Linked DNA regions of Gossypium hirsutum: region 2 is linked to region 1. Evidence: chromatin contacts called from public Hi-C data. All regions are on one chromosome and are shown on one strand. The core of a region is the stretch at or near the end of the contact, and the rest is flanking DNA. Distances in the headings are between cores, read along the strand shown. Region 1 holds the start of LOC107908481. Region 2 holds the start of LOC107908476 (transcriptional corepressor LEUNIG_HOMOLOG).

Region 1 (7,321 bases), core at 2,590-5,089:
CTTCCTTGCATTAATATGTCATAATATACTTCTCAATGTTGACATAACTCAAAATTTCCCTTTTTTTTTACTTTATTTCCTTATTTTACTATACCAAGGATAATATCTTACTGTAGAAATTTTTAAAATATTACATTTATGGTCCCGAAACCACTGTTTCGACTAGGCCCAAATTCGGGCTATTACATTTATGATATTATAAGTTTTGATTAGTGCAAAATTATATTATTGTGAAATGTTAAGTGCGAGCTCAATAGTAATGTGAGCTAGTTATATTGCGTAATAAAATGTGATTAATTAGATATGTTGGAAATGTGAACACTTGAAATCGTTGGATATCATTGGCATGCTATAGGATCGTGAGTACTCACCCCTTTTTTATTATGTGTTGTGCATTGTGGCTCGGAGATAGTGTTGGAGAGATAAGGGAATGTCGAGCATAACTCCATTCACCGTAGATAGCATGGTGTATTTGGAGAATGTGAGCATACATGCTATACTTACATGGAGATAGCGTACAACTTTATGAGTCATGTGGTGTGTTTTGAAGATCCGTTTATTCAATGAGTATATAATTTGACTATGTTTCATATTCACGATTTGCCAATATATCACTGTGTTGAGTATGTCATTTGTGTTATATGTGAATTGTTAAAGTATGTTTAAATTCTAACATGTTTGGTGTGAATATTTTTGTTGTATGCATGTGTACTCGCTGAGCTTTACCAAGCTCACATTCCTTACTTTACCTTGCAGATAAATAGTTCATGAGTTAGCGAGGAGAGTGGTAAATCGGTGATCCATCGCAAGATAATTTTTTTTAGAATATGTGTGTTGAGCTTTTAAACTTTGAAGTGAAGGCAATGTGGGTTGTACCAAAGGTTTAGTACTAGAATTAGACTTAGACATTTTAAATAAAATTTTCAACAGTTGTAAATAGAAATTACAAACTGTTTGATTTTTGGGATTTTTTTGAACGTTATAATTGCTTGCTTGATTGCTTGTTTAGATGGATTTTATTAATTGATTAATATGATGATAATTAAATGAACTAACAAATTTTTGCAGCTAAGGGAGACCGCTGAGTATTAAGGTAAGCTCTATACCTTCTGATTGGGTGAAATAAATGATTAATTTAGAAAAGCATGCGCTTAGGTCTAATTTCCTATATGAAATATTCTGCAAATGTGTGGTGTGTACGGTTGGTTAGTGTGGTTCGTAAAGTTTTAAATGGAGAGTCACTTCGGTGGCTAATGTGATGTTTAAAATTTGGGTTGGATCGTTCCGGCTGGGTTTGGGGCGTCACATTGTCCAGCACTGAAGCAAAATATATTTATTCTGATAGTTGTTGTGCTCAAGTTTTATGGATGAAGCAACAACTTAAGAACTATGGAATTGATATAGATACCATTCCTATCAAGTGTGACAATACTAGTGCTATTTGTCTCACTAAAAATCCCATCTAACATTTTAGGACTAAACACATTGAAATAAGACATCATTTCATTAGATATCATGTCCGAAAAGGTGAAATAGTTCTAGAGTATGTAGGCACTTTGAACCAATTAATTGACATTTTTACTAAACCTTTAGATAAAGAGAGATTTTGGACATTTAGGAGAGAACTAGGTTTGACCACCTGGCCTTGACTTTATGTTGAATTTTTCCATGCACTTTGATTGAATTTTAAATTGTTATATTGTTTTTGTATTGCAGAAAGCTTGATGAGAAAAATATTCATGGCTCTTATATCCAAAAAGATAAAGGGAGTTTTATGTGGTTATTTGATCTATTTTGACATTATTTATCTAGTTTGACTTATTCTTTTGATGCTCTTGGACTTGTTAAAATGAACTTAATTTTATTAACTTAGTCATTTTTTTGAATTTATTTTGATTTCATAAGATTGTGGTACGAGAATAGCGGAGAATACCGTTCGGTTAAAATCCAAGAATGGCAAGAATCCGTCTAGCCAAAAACACAAGTGCAATTTTAAGAAAATTTTATTACTATAAATATCACAAATCAGCTCGATTTTCAAAATTTTAACTTTTTGCTGTGCAAGAAAACTGTTTTTGAATCAAAAAATTTTCAACAATAGCTACTCACTTACGACCTTCGTCTTTCCTTTGTCTTGAGATGGCCTAACATCGTTTTTAGCTATGTACAATAATTCAGTCATAAAAATAGTATTAGTTTTCACTCAATCATATGATAAACACATCAATTAAATATACTTTGCATTTTATTCATTTTAGTCCTTATATTCAAAATGCTCATATTTTTGGATATTTAGTATCAAATCAAAACCGAGTTTCATATTATTTCATTAGAGGCCTTGTACTTCTAATCTATAGCATAATTTCTTAACAACTTTTAATTGTTTATAATTATATAATTGGAGTTCAATGTGGAAATTAAATTAATTAGTAATAGCAATTTTATTGAATAAATAATTAAATTCATTTTTCAATAGTAAAGTTTTCATGACTCGAACTGAATTAGAATTTGATTGAAAAAATAATTTGATTAAAGAAATTAATTAATTAAATTAATTAATTAATTAATTAAACAAATAATATTTTAAAAATAAAAACAAATTATTAGGTAATAAAATTATATAAATTAATTTAAAAATTAAATAACACAAATAATTCAACCTAATACAGAAAAGTTACTAATAAGCCCATTTGTGATGCGATAAGCAGCACACAGGGATTCTAGAAGGGTGTGCACCGCCTACCCCTTTTGATTAATTTGTGTGTTTCATCTTATTTAATTTATGTGTAAATTCTCCTAAATTTATTCTGATTAATTGGTTTAAGTTAAATTATTTATTCAATACCCTTTTGTGGAATTCTATTTTTATCCCCAAGTCCACTGCGATTGTTTTGAAAATTGGGATAAAAAACCCTTTAGATGCCAATGCACAGAAGGCATGGTAGAGGCATCCTCAATCTAACTGAAATTATCATATAATTAGTTAAATGTAACTTAAAAGTCAATAAAAAGGGTAAATTATATCATTAGTCATTAAATTATAGATAAATTTTTGTTTTAGTTCTGTAATTTAAAAAAATTATAATTTAGTTACTAAACTATTTAAAAGTTTTCATTTAAGTAATCGAATTGTTGAAATCAATACTATATAACTTTTTCTATTCGTACTATCTGCACCAATTTTTTTCAAATATAATTTAAATAAAATTTTTTAAATAATTAAATAACCAAATTTTATATTTTTTAATTAAGTGACTAAAACATAATTATAATTTAGTAACTAATGGTGTAATTTATTCTGAGAAAAAAGAAATGAGTTTTAGCAAATGGAAAGTTAGCAATAGCATGCCGGATTTTATTTAAGTAATTTAAAATTTTTAAAATTTTTAAATTATAAAATTACATTTTAATCCTTTACAAATGATAAAAATTAATTAATTTTTTAAAAATTATAAAAATATAAATTATAAAAATAATAAAATTATATTTTTACTATTATAAAAATTATAATTTAATTTCAGTTAGCTTTCTACCTCCGTCGAAAGTAACTTAAGAGTTTGGACATATAATATTTGGGGTTGGAAATGGAATTTAGGAGTAATTATAAATTTTGAGCTTTTGGAGTTAAAAAGGAGGGTGTAAGAAATTGAAGCAAGCACGCAACCCAAGTTTTGAACGGTATACGTACATTTCAATTCTAGAAGCACTTAGAATTGCTGTTCAAATCATAGCCACTCGCACCGTACGGCTATAAACCGTCGACGATAACTTCATTAGAAGGCAAAGCAATTCTAAGCATGTATCATAGCCTTCTACAAAAGCAAATCAATTTTGATACATGGAGTGAAATATATTAAATTTTATTTATGAAAGCTATTAATTTTTAAGTTTGAAAATTATTCGATTTAGTTGAGAATTAATTATTTCTGAATTGATATATTTTTATAGCATTTAAAAATCTATTTTTTAATTTTAAAATGTATTTTGAATCATTTAATTTTGAGTTTGGGACTTAAGTTATAATTATTTTAGTGAAACTATGCGAATCAAAACTTTTAGACAGGATTATTAAGGGAAATGATGAGTTTCGAACTTTAAATCGAGTTTAAATTATATTGAGATCGAATTTTAAGACTTAATTTTTATTATATATTAATTAGGTTTTATTAAATTTAGTTTAAATTTACTTTTTAACCTATATATAAATGTCTCTTCATGATTTATTCTTTTATGCAATATTACTTTTGTTTAACAGATGTGGGGATTTATTTTTTATCATTCAATTTATCGAGCATTATTTGTTTGAGGAGAATTAATAGAATTTATATGGTTTATTTATTTATGGTTGATATTCCTAAATTTATTATTTTAATTATTTTTGTTTGATCTTCCTCCATTGCCCGTTACCACACCCCTTTCTTAAGCCTATGCTTTAATCAGAAGCAAAAGAAACTGGAAGAAGAATAAGCAAACAGGATTTCCATTCAAACAAAATGGCAACTGTTTTAGATTCCCATTTCTTAGCTCTAACTGCCATTGTAACTGTATGTTTTTATTTTCTCCCTCTCTCCCTCCAAAATAATTGATGTTTGATTTATTTTGGGTTTTGCTTGTGCAGTTGGGATATCAAATATTTTTCTTTATAATCACCGCTCTTCTCAAGTTCGATAAAGTCACTGACTTTGCAGGTACCTCATCCATAAATTTAGCTTCTTTAATTGTTCTTTTGAACCTTTATTAGAGCATAGGAAAGGTAAAGACCCATATAACAATTCATACAATTCTTCAAATGTGAATTCATTGGTTTCTAAATGATATCGTCTTTGTTTTCTTTTGCTCAGGAAGCACGAATTTTGTTATAATTGCTGTGTTGACTCTGATAATTAAAGGATCATGGCATTTTCGTCAGGTAATTTGGATTGACTGCGTAAAAGTTTGCTTCAAACATCACTGGTTTAAACTGTTCATCTGTTAGGTGTTGACTCATTTTAGAGGGTCCTTAAAGCTCATTTATACTGTTCTTGCACCTCCTGTTTGTATGTAGTGATTTTGCAACTCTGCTTTCCAGGTAGTATTGACTTCGCTTGTAGTAATATGGGGGCTACGCTTGGCAATTTTTCTATTGATGAGGTATAATAGTATGAAATTTTATTAACTATTTTTTCCTTTTTTTTTTGTTTATATATATTTGATGATTTAATTGAAAGATTACCAATATCATGTGAAATGCGTTCAGAATTTTGCAATGGGGCGAGGATCGACGTTTTGATGAGATGCGCAGTAATTTGGGGAAATTAGCAGTTTTCTGGATATTTCAGGTCTTCGTATCTGTCTGATCACACCCATTTCTTTGCTGTTTATCAGTGTGACATCTAATAAACTTTACTGCACCACAATCTTTACATGCATTGCAGGCTGTCTGGGTCTGGACCGTGACTTTACCTGTAACCGTGGTTAATGCTAGTGATAGAGATCCATCGGTTCAGGCTGAAGACATCATAGGGTGGATTATGTGGTCAGTGGGTATCTCTTTTGAAGCTGCAGCTGACCAGCAAAAGCTTTCTTTCAAAAATTCCCCTGAAAACAGAGGAAAGTGGTGCAATGTTGGAGTATGGAAATACTCTCGCCATCCAAACTATTTTGGTGAGGTGAGCATCATGATTTCCCAGTGTCACCAGTTATGCATCTGGTTGCTTTGCTTCCCTAGATGACTCTAGCTACTACTAGTGCTTGATTTATTCTAAGATCCCTTCCTTTGATAAATAATTCCTCCAAATGATTCTTAACAAATATTGGCTAGATTTTTCTTTGGTGGGGAATTTTCGTTGCCTCTACTCCTATACTTGAAGGTGCTGAATGGCTGGTGATTCTTGGGCCAATCTTTCTGACATTGCTGCTTCTTTTTGTTAGTGGCCTACCATTGCTCGAGGTTTGTTTTCCTACCTTCATTTTTTTATATTGTAATATTTTGCCACAATTTTGCAATCTGCTTAACTGATGTTATATTACATGTATCGGACACAGGAGTCTGCAGACAAGAAATTCGGGAATGTTGCTGCATATAGGATTTACAAGGAAACAACTAGGTTTGTCATCTTTCTCCTATTTAATCTCTTCAACTATGAACTTAGGAAGGACGTTACTGAGTCTAGCATTTTTCTGATTTCAGCCCTCTCATTCCACTGCCACAATCAGTATATGGGAACCTACCGTTATGGTTCAAAGCCATTTTTCTCTTTGAATTTCCTTTTTACAGTCGGAGTCTGCCACCCGAAGGGCTAAACTGGTGAGACTAAATCTAATCTTTTTGCAAATGGTTGATATTGGGCTGTTATACAATCTTATTAAATCTATTTTGCTACAATGTTATGCTATATAATCCATCACTGAATGGACATTAAAACTTAAATATCAAACATATGTTGATGAACGCATCGTACTTGTCCAATGCGGTGCACCTACTACCTAGAAGACCAAGGATGAAATAACCAGACAGGGGTCCAACTGGCTTACTGCTCACCTGTCTAAGCAGTTTGATTGACCATTTTAATTAAAAAGGATTTAAATATTAATATAAATATATTAATGTTAAATAAGAGAAATATAGTAAATAAATATAAAGGTACGTATTTGGCTTTAGTACAGTTCTGATATAAAGCAAGTGTTTAAACGTTCAAATCTAACTAACAATTACTGGGTGCAGTGGTAACCCATTTTTACTTGTTCAGCTCATTTCTGGTTCTATGCATCACCTTTGGACTAAATTGGCCTTTGGTTCTAATTGGACCGGTATAGTTCTTTAACCATGCTTGTGACCTATGTTCCTCTGACACGAGTATATAGTTGACACCTATTTATTTAGTTTTTTTTCCCTATATTTTCATATATTTAGAGGGCTTTTGAAGGATTATATTCTTATACTCATATCTAGGTATATGTCAAAAACGAGTGTTTCAAGAAAAATGAAGAGTGGAAGAAATATAACATATGACCTATGTTGCTTGGACACAAGAATATTGTTGATCTGGGCTTATGTAATTTTTAATGTATTTAGAAGGTATTTTAGAGCATCATATCCCTATACTCGTATTTGGATATACATTGAACACGATTGTTCAAGAAAAATGAAGAATGAAAGTAATGTAGCATTTGACAATGCCAACCCTACCAAAACATTACATAAAAGTATAAATTATAGTTAGTAATTCAAGATATTTCTATTTCTTTCACCAACTCTGTCTACCTCGAACATTTTAATAGATTGAAAATCATATCCAACTTGCTCATTCTCTTTTTCCTTTTCTTTCAACACATGTACATT
Region 2 (7,321 bases), core at 1,375-3,874, 260 kb before region 1:
CAAATGATACATGTTTCTCTTGAGCTGACTGGAAATGACATAATGGTATCTAAACCTATAAATGTAAAAGATACTTAATGAGAACTGTGGTCTATGAAAATGAAACTCATTAGCATTCCATAGATTGACATGTGCAAACAGAATATAACACCATTAGTTATAATCACCTGCATTTCCTATTCCAGGTTTCAATTGCATGATTCCCTGTCCATAAATTGAGGAAGGATCCATGGGCATAGATCTCTGAGTACCACCCAAGTTCACTTCACCTTTAATGTCCTGTGAGGAGTATATGTATATATATAGAGTCACTAGTTCAACTAAAATGGAACAGTATAACAGTGAGGTTGTAAAGTGTTGATGTAAATGCAAGAAAATATGTATCCAAGTAGCATAGGTACAGCAATTTCTAGTGTCCATACCTGAATTTGCTGCAATGCCGCAGTTACATCTCCATGGTTTCCTTGAACCAATTGACTGCATCACAGACAGTTTTTCTGTGTTATAAACCTGAAAAGAGTTCATCACATTAAAACAAAACATCTGATCTAAAATTTACAACTATACTTACCCGGGATGATTTGTAGCTGACTTTAAGAGGGCCATCCTAGCATCAAGAAGAGGTTGGGATGTCTCTGAAGTCACTGCATTTGGTTGTTTCATGCGCTCTTCATACATTTTTGCTGCCAAAGCACTAGCATTTGATTGTCCAAGCATTCCTTCAGAACCAATAGCATTTACAGGACCAACCATAGATGGATTATTAGGATCCCTACGCTGCAACTGTGCTTGACGCATTAGCTGCAGCTGCTGCATCTGCAGCTGTTGTTGCTCCTTTGCTTTGATTTGCTGTGCCTGTTCATAATACCATAATAGTTCGAAAACAACCAGTATAAATTGCACTATTGAAAAGAATTAACAACAATACTTGCTAAAGTTTTAATCGGCCACCTCTATGTATGCTGCAGCAGCCTCTGAATGCTTGTCATTTGTTCTAGATATGAAAATGTCCCAAAAGACAGACCACCACTCAAAAAGAAACCCACCAGGAGCATCAATTGCTGGATAAATAAACAAATTTTAAATGAATCAGTCATTCAAAATAATTCCCCTCTACTAACAATATGCTGTATTAGTTACAACATAACCAAGCAACTAGAGTAAAATTTAACCGTTAATTTCAATGAAAAAATCACCGATCATTAATTTGAAAATTAATAAAGCACCTTTCTCCCACCTAATATTAGACACGGACTTGGATATGATATCTGACACGTGCAAATCACTTTCAGCGAGTTTTACAGTAAAGTTCAGAATCTAGGTGTCATACCCATGTAACTTTGAAGCGCCAACATGTGTAACGCAGTACTTTAAGGTAAAATAAAGAATGCAAGCAACTTAGGCTAAATATATATATATATAAACTCCATATTTCCTTTCCACGGAAAAGAATTTCAGTCGCACAATTTCATCAATTAACTAAAACTAGGACATGAAAATCTGGATTTGAATTTCATTTGCTATATAAATTGTGGGAACAAATACATACATTATATAAGAATTAGTTAAGATTCAATATGATTAGATATTTGAAAGGTATAAAATATGAATTTCAAATTGACAAATATCTAAGGTCATTTAAAATTCACACCTAAATAAACATCTGAAAACCCATGATTTTGAAAATTAATCATGAATGTTAAATTTAAAAGTGTATTTATTAAATAATTTACACTATTTTTAAAATCCAAATCCATCTCTGGAAATCCAAGTTCCCAAATGCAACCTATATGAATTTATACTCAGTCAAAGCTAAATCTTACCTACTGGATCCGGGGCGACTTTCCCTTCTGTCATGAAAGACTTTGCAGTGGTATGCAATTTTTTCTTTACCAAATAATCATAAATATAGACATCAAGCCTACAGCCAAAAAAAAAAAAAAAGGAACTTAACTAAGCTAAAAAAATTTAAAAAAATTTGCCAAAAAAAACTAAGCTAAAATTAGAATCAATTTTCTGAAAGAACATAAGAGTACATCTTATCTGCTTCCCAATTACTCTGCGCCATCGTTTCAGCCACAAAAATCAATTAACTGTTCAAAAAAAGAAAAAGAAAATTATAAAATTGATCGAAAGCAAATTTAAATACTCAATTTTATCATAAAAGTTATAAATTAAGTACGGCACTGATATTTTATCGAAACTAACCTTAAAGGGGCGGATTCAGACGGATCAAAGCCTACATTACCATTCTTGAGCTCATGAAGAAGCGATCTTTATTGATCAATCGTTGGTTTCCGCATTCAATAATAAACAATTCCAAAATTTCATAAGTTTCTTTAAAGGATCTTGAAATTGATGAGTTAATGGAGTAGAAAAGAGTTATGACCTTTCCAATCCAATCCAGAAAAAAAAACAAAAAATAATAAATTAGGGTTCTTTTTTATTGGGAAAAAAAGGTTTCTTAGCTCAAAGTTATAATTTTCCGACAGAAGAAAAAATATAGGGACATTTTGCTCAAGATCCGAAGCTGAGATTTGGATGCTTGGTGTGGACCAAACCTGAGGCTTGAATCTATAAGCTTAGCAGATGGTGCTTAGAAGTTATGCGCTGGATAATAAGTTGAGACGTGGGTCTAAAATTTGAGTATTTTGGATAAAATATTAGATTTAAAAATTGATTTAGACAAAATAAAATTATATTTGTTTAAAATATAGGTTAAACTCAAGTTTGAACCTTCAATGTTTAAGTTGATTCAATTAAGTCTGCTTTTAAATTTGCAAATGTTTTATATTATATTACTATAATATAAAAATTAAAAATATTAAGATAACTAACTATAAAAATTTAATAAATATATATAAAATTATTAAATATTAAATTAAAAATAATATAAATGTATTTTTAAGAAAAATAATATGGACGGACCTAAAACGGGTTTGAATTAATTATTTATAAGTGTAGGTAGATTTGGACAAAATTTGAAGTTCATATTTCGAGTCAGGTTAAACTTGTACAAACATAAAGTGTATTAATATTATGCCTAAACTCGACCCGTGAACACATCTAATGGTGGTGTCCATTTTCTCCCTTCTTCACTTAAGACATTAGCTAATGAATCGTGTAATTTCCAATTAAAATTTGGCTAAAATGAATTTGAATATTTTATTTTATTATTTAAAATAAAAATATAAAAATCAATTTTGCTATTTATATATTTTTATAATAGTATTTATCTATAATTTATAATCTATATTTATAATATATTTATAATTCTATAAAAGCACCACGCTATAGAAATTTATGAGCTAAAGAGAATATTTATTATTGTTAATTATATTATTAATTTAACATTAGAATAATAATTTATTAATATGATTATATGATCATGATTAAAGTAATATTAATAAATATAATTTTATAATAATGTGAAATTAATTAATTTTATCATTCTACTTAAAAACATCATATAATATAAAATCATTGAGCATAATTGGATAAATTAAAAATAATAAAAAATTCAAATTTTTAATTAAATAAATATAATTTTTAAATATAAATATGATTTTATTTTAAATATGATAATAATTAATATGTTAAAATATTTTTTTTATAATTAATAAAAATTAAATATGTGATATTAACATTATATACATTAAAAGATAATATCAACAAATTGGTAATCTAATATATAATGTATAAAGTTATTAATTATTAATTTTTATATCAAAAATCAAAAGAAAATAAACATATTTTATAATTAAATTAAATATTACTTTTTTTATGCATACTTATTGCAACAGTTTGATTAGAAACAAATCTCATCTTAACGAATAGTATGACTCATATCTATTTAAGAAGTCATAATAAGAAAATTTAACAATTGAGAATTAGTATTTTATATTATTCTACCTTTTGTAAAATATATAAAATCAGTAATATAATATAAAATAATTATAATTATAATTATAATTATAATTATTTGTTAGCTCAATAAATCAAACCGAAATGGCCAAGAGGGGAGTGAATTGGCTTTTTTTAAAAATGTGAAAGCTAGAAAGAAAATTGAAAGATGAACACGATAATTTAGAGTGGTTCGGCCCCAATTTCCTACTCCACTACCTTAACTTTCCACAACTAAAGATTTTCTCAAATTCACTATTTTGATAACATTTAAGGACAATGTTTAACCTCACAACTCCATTAATTTCTACCCCAAACCCTCTCAAGGAAATACAAATAAGCAAATAAAGAAAAAATCATTACAAGATCAAAGTGCTTGCAAATTAAGTTCAAATACAATGAAATACATTTGAGCAAAAGAATAGAAGTAAAGCTCACAAGTGTACATAAAAATAATATGGAAATAGTAAGCTCAAAGGTTGTTTGATTGATGATTTTTGCTTAAAAGTGCTTTCTTGTTGTTGTAGGATCTTTAGAAGTTGGTATTTATACCTACTAATTAATTTCCAACCGTTGAGATTGTTGGTGTCATGAATAAAGTCGTTGGGGATATAAAAATCAAAGCATTTAATTCACTTGCAACACCGAGTATCAATACCATATAAAAAGGTATCGATAATTTTTGCAATAAATGCTAAATTCAGTGACCGTTGGAGTTTTGCTAGTGATACCAAAACAATTTTATCGATACTTTATAAGTTTTGTGAGAAACATAATGTTATTTTTAGTATCGTTTTTAAGAAGGGGTATCAATAATTCAGAAAATATCGATACTTATTAGGGTTTGAAAAACAAAATGTCATTTTGGTATCGCTTTTAAGAAGGGGTATTAATATTTCAAAAATTATCGATACTTAATCAAAAGGTATTGATACTTATTAGGGTTTGTGAAAATAGAATGCCACTTTGGTATTGTTTAAGAGAGGGTATCGATAATTCAAAAAATATCAATACTTGGCCAAAAAGGTATCGATACTTGTTGGTTTAGAGCAATTTTGACTTGTTTGAAAATTGTTTGATTTGATAAAAGTCTTTTTACTAAGTGAAAATCATTTTAACTTTGATTTTAAAGTTGTTTAAAAAAATTTCTAAGAGTTCAAAATAGATGTTCAAAATTTTATCTCTTAATTTTAAACAAATCATTTTGCTAATTTTGTTTAATTTTAACTTTTATTCAAAAACACTTCAATTTGTTATATCAAAACATTTTATCAAATAAAGCTTGATTTAACAACCTCCCCTTTTAATATAAGAAAACATTTGGTAAATTTGTTTTTGAATAATTTGCTCCCTTAATAAAAGTCATTTTGAATATAAGTCTAAAATAAAATTTGACAAACAATGTGACATTCATTTTTACTTTAAGGAAAATTGGTCACAAAATTTGCATATTTGCATATAGTTAGCATAAATGAATAATCAATTAATATACCTTTTATTAAGGAGAAATGAGGTTAGTTCATCATAATAGATATTTAAAGGTAAATGGGTAAAGAACTAAAACGATAATGTATATTAAAATACCAATAAAGCAATAAAGTGCAAGAAAATATAGTTATAGGCATAAATAAATAAATCTAGGTGCAAATGTTATGAGTGTGAAATGAATGACTTAAATCTAATCTAATCATCACTAGGAGGAAAAGGAGGAGTCGAAGGGAAGCGAGCTAAGAGAGACGTCATTTGTGCCTCCAATGTCAATAGTCGAGAGTTAACATCTTCCCTAAGATCTCGAGCATCATTGTTCAATGGATAGATAGCATCGAGAAGAGCATTATTAACCTTAGAAGAGGGTTGAACAACATAAGATGAAGAAGCCAGTGGAGGAGCATGCTCGGGTGAAGGGACATGTTCAAAAGTGCCTTCATCATCGTCATCATCAGCAACTAGACTACCTCCCTTAATCCACTCACCGGAGTTGGCATCATAGTGATAGTCGGAATGGTAAAGTGCACCGTAACTTATGGGTTGATTGGACGTGATGGGGGAGTCTCCAAGAGTGCTAATTCCTAACCGTCTAAAGATATATGACAAATACATGTCATGAGAAAGGGTGATATTTGTATTCACCCCCCTCCCGATAGCCTTAGTAATGTCATTAAACATGATGAAAGCAAGGTCAGGACGCCTATTATTTTGGACAGAATCGAGCCACCAATAATCAGTGTTTCGAAGCTTGGCATGTTTCATAATAGGATGTAAATTCCAAGTTAGGATAAGGTGGAAGACTCGGTCGTGTAGAGAAAGTTTAGAAACTAATCTGAATAGAATAAAGCTAACTTTTTGAGCAATGATGATATTGTCAGAGATATTCGTCCCCGCAATAAAGTTAGCTTGGTTCTGCTTGACCAGTTTGATCATCAGGCGTATAAATCAATTAACAATGATTTTAGTGATAATCTTGTATATAACGGTGCACAAATTGATAGGTCTAAACTGAGAGATTGTTTGTGGACCATTGATTTTAGGGATTAGCACAATTGAAGTTCTATTTAGTTCAGGGTCCAGGGTAGTCCCCTTAAAGTCTGCCGAACAAGGCTGCAAACCAAGTCACCAATCACCGCCCACTGCAATTGATAAAACTTAGCATGAAAGCTATCAATCACAAAAGCTTCGAGTTGTGACATGCTAAAAACGGCTCAACAAATCTCATCACTGGAGGCCACCATTAAATGAAGATCTTTTTCATAGTCTGAGATAGACGAAAACTGGTTAATACAAGATTGTTTCCCATCCACCTGGTAGTCGGCTGAGTACAAGTTCTTGAAGAAGCTCACTCATAATTTTTTAAGTGACCATCATCAAAACACCAGCCCTCTACCCCCAAATTAAGTCCCTCAATTCTATTAGTTTTCCTTCTCATCAAAGTACGACTACGGAAGCGCTTTGTATTCTTGTCACCATTTAGCGACCACATCGATCAAGATTTTTGAAACCACACTAGCTCTTCATGCATTAAGACCCCTTCAATATATTATAAGAGTGTAATTCTTTTACCCGTGGTTTCTAACTTTATGCATAGTAATGGACACTTATAATATGACAATAAATATTCACCTAATAAAAAATATCCAATATATAATATATATTCATTAATAAAATTTAGATATTTATAAAAAAAGTATAAAAACATAATATTGTATGAAAAATTATAAAGTTTAGTTTACTTTCCATAAATCATTAATTTAAATTTATAAAAATTACAAAATAATTTAATATATTTTAATTGATACATATAATCAATTTGTGTACTGCACAAATAAGAAATTTATTTAACTATAAAATGTAATAGTATAATTTAATATTTTTTAATTGATACATACAATCAACCTTTTTAAAACACATTTTAAAATGAAAG

What was found. Hi-C and Micro-C count contacts between places; a contact is called where the count stands out from the background.
Region 2: a contact with region 1 is called in a Hi-C map of leaf, with 1.7 times the contacts expected there. The contact joins the promoter of LOC107908476 here to the promoter of LOC107908481 in region 1. A contact is called at or near these places in 4 of 34 Hi-C or Micro-C datasets (leaf and petal).

What each region holds. Positions count from the first base shown.
Region 1 is chrD02:42,954,742-42,962,062 of Gossypium_hirsutum_v2.1, reverse strand. It overlaps LOC107908481, which reads left to right and starts at 3,839. Exons shown (of 10, transcript XM_016835660.2): 1 at 3,839-4,544; 2 at 4,619-4,688; 3 at 4,842-4,909; 4 at 5,069-5,130; 5 at 5,237-5,318; 6 at 5,415-5,648; 7 at 5,801-5,929; 8 at 6,025-6,086; 9 at 6,170-6,286. The coding sequence starts at 4,494.
Region 2 is chrD02:43,216,364-43,223,684 of Gossypium_hirsutum_v2.1, reverse strand. It overlaps LOC107908476 (transcriptional corepressor LEUNIG_HOMOLOG), which reads right to left and starts at 2,624. Exons shown (of 18, transcript XM_016835654.2): 1 at 2,209-2,624; 2 at 2,037-2,093; 3 at 1,824-1,921; 4 at 952-1,061; 5 at 572-855; 6 at 423-477; 7 at 168-279. The coding sequence starts at 2,068.